Linked DNA regions of Sus scrofa: region 2 is linked to region 1. Evidence: chromatin contacts called from public promoter capture Hi-C data. All regions are on one chromosome and are shown on one strand. The core of a region is the stretch at or near the end of the contact, and the rest is flanking DNA. Distances in the headings are between cores, read along the strand shown.

Region 1 (3,937 bases), core at 443-2,942:
TTCCCCTTTAATCAAAATCCTAAGGCTTACTTGATAGTGTTACTTAATTTCTATTATTACTACTTTTACCTCTCCAGGCCTGGCCTCTGGTCGAGATAACACTGATGCAGAAATTGGTCTGTATGCAACTCTGGATCCAGCTCGGATCTGTTAATGAAAAAAAGATTCTGTGTATTAAATAAGAATACAGATAAGACTTCAAGGCCCCTTCTTGCACTATGAACTCTGAAAAAGAAAGCAGCAAAAATGAATCAAAAAGATCATGACTTTTCTCTATTGATTCTTATTTGGCTACACTGGTTATGAAAGAATCTTGATAAAGTTGCTAATGCATTTTAAAGCTTGCTTCATAATGTATTTGTAATACTCTGAACAAAACCTCTAAGAACAACTAGTTAAAAAGAATAAGTATTGCTTTTAAAATTTCAATTCTTGTAGTACCACAATTCAGATAAAAACCCCAGCAATAAACGCCCCACATTCTTCGGTAATTTTAAGTGGATCAACAGGTTCGGGCATCAGTGCTATAAATGCTTGACATTTAAAACAGCCCATTAGTTAATATGAGCTCCCACTATTTCTAAGATATTCTTATATGTCCATTAATCTCAAAATTAAAAAGCAGTTTAAGCTATTCCATATTAGGAAAAACACAATCGTCGAAACACTCTGACCATAAGGACACATTCCAGTCCACCTTCTCCGTCCTTGAGTGTCCACTGAACTAAGGTCACAGAAAATCCCTTCAGAACCGAGACCTGATTCTCTAAGGCAAATCCCTCAGATCTTCACTCCACCAAAGGCGTGCAAAACGACTATGGAAATAACATCCCAAAGGCAGGAAGAAAGACTCCAGGCTCTTGCACCACCTGCCTCCGCCCACACGGGGAGAGGCAAAGTCCCTCCCTCTGCAGCAGCGAATTTGACCTACAGATCTGCAATGGAGAGCGCGCCGGCGGTGAACTAGGCCCCGGCAGCCTCCCTCCTTCCCCCTCTGCACCCCAACCTCCACCGGGCCCCGACCCAACAGGGTGATGGAGGGGGTGCGGGAGGGAGCCGCTCCACGACGAGGGGGGAAGGAGGGTTTGACCTACGCCGAGTGGGGCCTGACAGCTAGGCCTCGGTGGCTCTTCAATACCGTAGGAGGGGAGGAGGAGAGTGAGAAGCCCCAGAAAAAGAAGGAAAAGAAAAAAAGGACACAGAGGTTGAGGGGCGAGGGAGAGATATCCCGAGAGCGCGGTGTGTCCTGCCCGGAGGTGACCCGTTCGACAACGTGGACGCCCAGGCCAAGACATTCGACCCTCGGTCCCCAGCCCGGCATGGGCTACGCACCAGAGCGGGGGTGCAGGCGAGCTTGGTGCAGGCGAACATCTTGCACTCTTCTGGGCGGCGCGGCTGGAAGACTTGGGCGGCAGGCGATGTAAGCTCCTCTCCCGCTTCCTCTCTGCGGGGGCAAAGAGGCTTAAGGTCAAGTGCTCTCCAAGGGCCTGTCCTTCTACCCAGGTCCCGCGGGTTCCCGTGCACGCGGTCAGCTTGGGCCGCGCGCCCAGCGAGGCGCCAGCAGAATCCAGCAGAATGAATGGGTCCCTCCTGGGCGCGGCTCCACCCCAGCCAGGCCAGGCTCCCGAGCCCTCCGCTTACCTTCCGGCGAGGTGGCGGCGGCCGCTGCGGCAGAGGTCGAAGAAGTGGGGCTGGGCGCGCAGACGCAGTCCGGCTCTTATTCGCGCCCCGGCACCCGGATGGAGAAGGCGGGGAATCCCGCGAGCCCGGAAGACGTTCAAGGTCACTTTGTAACAACTTTATTGGTAACCAGTTGGGAAGGACAGCGACAGCCACTCTGAGATGGCTTGGCGGGCAGAAGGTGGTGAAGGAGAGAAAAAGAAATTAAAGACAGCCCAGGCAGAGGAAACCGAACGGCTTTTGATCTAAACTAGTCGCAGGACAGTGGGACTTTATCTTTCATTTGACACACACATATATATATTTTCGCTTTTTAGGGCCTCACCTGAGGCATATGGAGGCTTCCAGGCTAGGGGTTGAATTGGAGCTGTAGCTGCGGGCCACAGCAATGCAGGATCCGAGCGGGTCTGCTGACCTACACCACAGCTCATGGCAAAGCCGGATCCTTATCCCACTGAGTGAGGCCAGGCATTGAACCCTGAACCTCGCAGTTACTAGGCGGGTTCGTTTCTGCTGCACCACAATGGGAACTCATTTGATACATTCTTAAAGAGAGGTTGCTAGGTCTCATTCATAGAGAAACCCCCTTCCTGGTCATTCCCTCCCTATGTGAAATAGGACCCTGTGGTGAAAGGGTTCATTCATTGTTTGACAGAAGAAACTAGAGTCCCTAGCAAAGTGAATGCATTTCTTTAAAGGAATCTGGAAAAGAGTTCTAGAAGTCTAGCTAATCTTTTGGGTAAAAGTGGATCTGACCTGGGCAAAGGAATGAGTTTTGTGACTTTGGGCACAGAGTTGCTTCTTGGTGAAGTGAGGGAGGTCAGTTTTTCTTCCAGTCCTAAGATTAGAAGAACTAAGGGTTTGTAAATTTTTTTTTTTTTTTTTGGTTTGTTTGTTTTTGTTTTTGTTTTTTTTTTTTTTTTTTTTTTTTTTTTTTTTTTGTAGGGCCAGGAACTAAAGAAAGTCTGAGTATTTTCAAAACTGACCTAATTTTAACACTTGTTTTTTGGTAACCTTGGATAAGTCATTTTCTATTGAATACAGAAATATCTCAGGAAAATGGCTATTACTGGACTTCTTGGTAGGTCCTTGAATTCTGTAAATTTGACTTAGTAGTTATAACAAGTGTCTATCAGAAGTGATGCAACGTAAAAGATTAAATATCTAGTATACCCAGTTGTAGGAATACCTGGGTACTGAAATCCTACCCACTTGGCCTAGAACCCTGGCATGGGACAACATGGACCCAGAAGATCACTTTTTTCCTAGTTGGCATAAGGATGCAGTATCATCTAGCAGCAATCCTCAGGAGAAGCCCTCAGAACTAAAACTTGAAAAATGGGAGTTCCCGTGGTGGTGTAGTGGTTAACGAATCTGACTAGGAACCATGAGGTTGGGGGTTCGGTCCCTGGCCTTGCTTAGTGGGTTAGGGATCCGGCCTTGCCATGAGCTGTGGTGTAGGTTGCAGATGCAGCTTGGATCTCACGTTGCTGTGGCTCTGGCGTAGGCCGGTGGCTACAGCTCTGATTGACCCCTAGCCTGGGAAACTCCATATGCTGCTGGAGCAGCCCTAGAAAAGGCAAAAAGACAAAAAAAACCCAAAAAACAAAAAACAAACAAAAAAAAACCCCTTGAAAAATGAATAAGACTTTGCACTGATTCAAATTCACATGCCAATGGTTCGAAATCCCATGAAAGTTAATAGTTTCAGGCTCAATATTGAGCCCATAAAATGGAGATTATTCATATGAGTAATTCAAAGAGAGATTATGTTTCCTCAGGTACTCAGTTCTTCCCTGAAGTGTGATATGACATCCTGTGATATCTAAGGTAGAATAAACAATAATGTTCTGTATTAGGGTTCTCCAGAGAAACAGAACCAGTAGCAGAACCAAAGGAGTTCTCTAGGTAATGTGCCACACACACACACACCACACACACACACACACACACACACACACACGGAGATTGATTGATTATGAAGAATTGGCTCATGTAGAAGCTGAGAAGTCCCATGATCTGCCTTATCAAAGCTGGAGACCCAGGAAAGCTGGTGGTATAATTCAGTTGGAATCTCAAGGCCTGGGAACCAGGAAAGCCAGTGGTACAAATCCAAGTCTGAGGGCCAGAGAAGATGAGATGGGATGTCCCAGTTCAACAATGAAATGGGGAGAAAGTGATGAATTCTTCCTTCCTCTGCTTTTTTTTCTATTCAGGATTGGCTGCCGACCACCTACATTGGGGAGGGCAATCTACT
Region 2 (3,937 bases), core at 952-3,451, 710 kb after region 1:
GTATGTTTTCTACTAACTGCTATTCACATTCAGGTTTAGGTGTCAGAATCTCGGACATGTTATTCTTAAATCTTCAGCTTACTTCAAGTCATTTCGAAATAGTGGAATAAAAAAGGCCTGGAATCAAAATATGACTCAACCACATACTAGCTATGTGATCTTCAGTAAACTAAACTCTCTAAGCCTCAGTTTCAGCGTCTGTAAAGTGGTGAAAATATGTACACTTCACAGAATTGTTCTATGAATTACAAGAAATTACATTATCACTTGGCACAGTGCCCAACAAATAAGTGCATAATAAATTATAGTCATTATTATTACTATTGCCAGAAAACACATGTAGTACAGCAATACTTCTCATATGGAACACATTTCTAACTTCTTATAAAGGACCTATTTCATAATTTTAAAACTGGAAAATAAAATTAGTTTGCATTTTAACTGAAATTGTATTGTTCTCATTTTCTCCAGTATAAAAAATAAAGCAAAATAATCTGAAGACTCTTCATTAAAAATAACTTCGTAGGCCTTTAACAGCAAAGGAAGTTTACTTTTATGTTTATCAAGTTCCAAACTTAAGTAGAAACTATTCAGTCACCATCAACACCACCACTACAACGCATTTTACTATTCAACTTGAGATTAAAAGTGTCTATTCTAGAACACTAACTTCCAAATATCCTAACTGAAAGACAATTCTGAAATATCCCAAACCACATTTATCACTCAAAACTAAAATCACTGAAAAGAAATACAGCTCTAAAAGCACTTTTATTATATAATGATTAAGTTCTAGTCTTCATGGTAAGTCAATGTTCATTCTGAATTAAATACTACAAAAAATGACTCTTTGATTAAAAGATTTCTGTAATAAATCATACCTGTAGTAAGCCATATAATTTCTTCCTTTTCTTACATTTTTTCAAGTTAATAATATATATAAACACTAAGTTTTTAACAGCATTGGGCTGATCCCAGTAGATGACAGAGAAAACTTGAAATTCTAATTTCAAAAGCGTCACTCGTTTTTTAAAAAATGTGTTCCAAAAAAAAGGAGAAAATTGTTCAAAATCGACTTCGTTCTAAAATGAAGATATGAGAGTCGATGAGAACAAGAGATTAGCATTCCCTGCCAGTTTGAACATATGCCTGAAACCAAGCTTACTCACATCCATACAAACTGCTGTTGAATTTTGTGACGACAATTTTGCCAATGGTGACACCCAGGCCACAGGGAAAAGAGAAAACAATCGACACTAGGTGCCACAAAACAGAAGCCTACTGGGAAAAGCGGAACGTGGAAAATTCTGTGACTCAGATTTTACTTAGTACAGTGAGAGCACCATCAGCAAAACTGAGTTCGCTAATCCCAGCTCTCTCTCAAATCCCATACGCAGTGTTCAAGAATTAAAACTACTGTTGTTTTAATTCTTGTTCTTCCCCTTCTGCCTCGTCCATGACACACACGAAACCTCGCCCTTCCCTCCACCCCTTACACCGCCCACCGTCGCTCAAATAAGGACAACAGAGGTACAGAGGCTTCTCTAAGTAGCTAGCGCACAATCCACGCCCACAAGGATGGGCCGAGCAGCATGACACTGACAGTTTTCGGTCCCTCACGATCTTTCCAACTCTCGGCACCGCCGCACAACTCAGAAAAAGACCACATGGGTAAGAACCCACTCAAAGCAATAGCTTAGTGTAAAACCTTCTGACCTTTCTCTCAAACACAGAAGTGGGCCAAAGAGTCAATGCTCAGCTCGTCCCAGTCACCGCCCCACCCAACCCCGAAATCTCCGAGAAAAGGCTGGGGAACCAATTCCCCATTGGGAGACAGAAAGGGGTCTCCAGCACTCCAGGGCCACCCTTGCCACTGTGCTGGGACAATAAGGGGATCCGGCGGCGAGACTGGGTGAACGAGCAGCCGGGCAGGAGTTCGACTAGCCGCCGCCACAGAGCTCCTAGGCCACTCCGCGTGGGGCGGAGGCGCCTGGGAGAAGCAAGCGTGGGGACCAGCAGAGTATTTCCCAGGAAAAAGCTCAGAGCGCCTCCCCACTGCCGAACTCTCCCACCGGCCTTCATTTTGAGCCCTCTACCTTCAACAAGAAGCGGGCAAAGCCCGGCGCTAGCGTCCACCTCTGCCACCTTCGGCCGCCACCACGGAGCTCGCCTCCAGAGCAGGCAGCAGCCACCCCTGACAGAGCTGGAGGCCCGGCCAACACCTTCCCATCAAACCCCGCGCTCCCGCCGCCGGCCAATCGGAGCCGCGGCCAGCGCGCGCCGCTCCCCCGTCACGTGATCGTGACCGGGCGGGCAGTTGGGGGCGCGGCGGACAGTTGGCCCCAGGGCAGTTGTCCCTGTGGTTTCCGTGGCCAAGTAGGGTGCTCATCGTCGCATCTCAGAGGTGGATTGCCATTTATTATGACTCTTACCAAAGGGGTTACTTCTTGCTCCTCCTCTGCTTCGTTTTCTTTTACAGCCTGTTCTGCCAAGTCTCACCGGCTAAAGAAAACCCCAAAATTAGTCCTGATGGTCCTAGACCGAGAGATAGAAGAGCGGGCTTGGGGGTGGAGATGAGTCCGCCCCGAAGAGTCACCAATCAGCTGTCGTCCAGCCGCCAGAAGAGCAAGTTAATACTACACAGCTTGGAAGAGACCAGTTCCCAAACATGCCAGCGGAGAAATTCAGCCTAGACTCCAGGAGTGCTTGAGGCTTTTATGACTTCTGGACGTCAAAAAGGGTCTTTTGTGACTGGATGCTTACCTCACCAGTGTGTGGTTAGCGTCAAAGGCACAATGATATTGATTTAAAGCCTGTGGATAACAACATAAGCTGATTTTTCTATCTTAAAACTCTTAGCCAAGAACACTCCTGTCACAGGTGCTGGTACTAGGCCCGCAAATAAACCACCCAGGTTTTATTTGCCTCAGTTTTAAAACAGTGGCTAAAAAGCATTAAATTTCCTAGTCAACTGGGAATGACAGGTCTAAATAACAAATGGTACTTGAACCGCACTAAGTTGTGTGGGCGTAGAGAAACTTCAGCAAAAGCTTTTGTCATGTTTAACCCCTGTGTACAGATATTTTTCATGGGATTTTTCTATTTAGTTACATACACATTTTAAAATAATTTTTAAAGTGTCCATTATTTTTAAAGAGTATAATCATTTTAATATGCTATGTTTAAACCTTGACACCAAACAGGTTAAGTAAAAGAAAGTGAGCATAGTATCTACTTGGTAAGAATAATTTATTATACTGGAAGCTATCAGATGACTCACTGTGGAGTTCCTTAACTGCTAAAATCTTTAGTTCCAGCCTTGTAAATGTGAGGGGAAGGGAACCAAAGTTTCTTCTTGTGTAATCTGGGTCACTTTACAAATCTAAAAGAAAATGAGAAGAAAACATTTTATCTATTTTGGCATGAAAATTTAACCATTTTGTTTTTCATCCTTTGCAATTCAAAGTTTTGTTTGTTTAAAAAAAGGCCTGTGCAGTTATGCAAATACATCTCCCCACCTCAGGATGATCTCTTCCTAAGAGAATAAGGAATTATTTTCTACTCGCTAATAATTTGTTTTGTAGTTTTAATTGAACTGTCAAGATCTAATGTAAATGGGACAAAAATAGAAGGGGAGAAGAGCTAGCTGGGTGCAATAGATTCCAAAAAACCTATTCCTGAGACAAAAATTCCCTAGGTAATTGATCTAGAAGATGAGAAGTTTTGATTGACAAGGGGAGAAATAATGGAATCATCAACTCTCTTAGTCCTCCCAACAACCTTTTAAGGTGTCAGTTTTCAATTGAATCAACTGAAAAGTAGAAAAATTATACAATATATTGTTGAAGGTAATACTATAATACTTCTTCCTTTATATTAAATGATAAGACTTTGTCAGATACAGTGAGAAGAGACATTAGAAACAGAAATAAGCATG

Evidence for each region. Promoter capture Hi-C pulls out the DNA fragments that hold promoters and counts their contacts.
Region 2: a promoter capture Hi-C map of fetal liver shows a contact between it and region 1, with 4 times the contacts expected there. The contact joins the promoter of LNPK here to the promoter of ATP5G3 in region 1. A contact is called at or near these places in 2 of 5 promoter capture datasets (fetal liver and liver) and 1 of 2 datasets of contacts at active chromatin or transcription factors (alveolar macrophages).

Annotation. Positions count from the first base shown.
Region 1 is chr15:81,092,605-81,096,541 of Sscrofa11.1, forward strand. ATP5G3 (ATP synthase, H+ transporting, mitochondrial Fo complex subunit C3 (subunit 9)) reads right to left here and starts at 1,693. Exons shown (of 5, transcript NM_001244862.1): 1 at 1,642-1,693; 2 at 1,333-1,444; 3 at 70-147. The coding sequence starts at 1,371.
Region 2 is chr15:81,803,461-81,807,397 of Sscrofa11.1, forward strand. It overlaps LNPK (protein lunapark), which reads right to left and starts at 2,202. Exons shown (of 13, transcript NM_001244263.1): 1 at 2,097-2,202. It overlaps LOC102158914 (a long non-coding RNA gene), which reads left to right and starts at 1,447. Exons shown (of 2, transcript XR_002339478.1): 1 at 1,447-1,671; 2 at 2,480-3,129.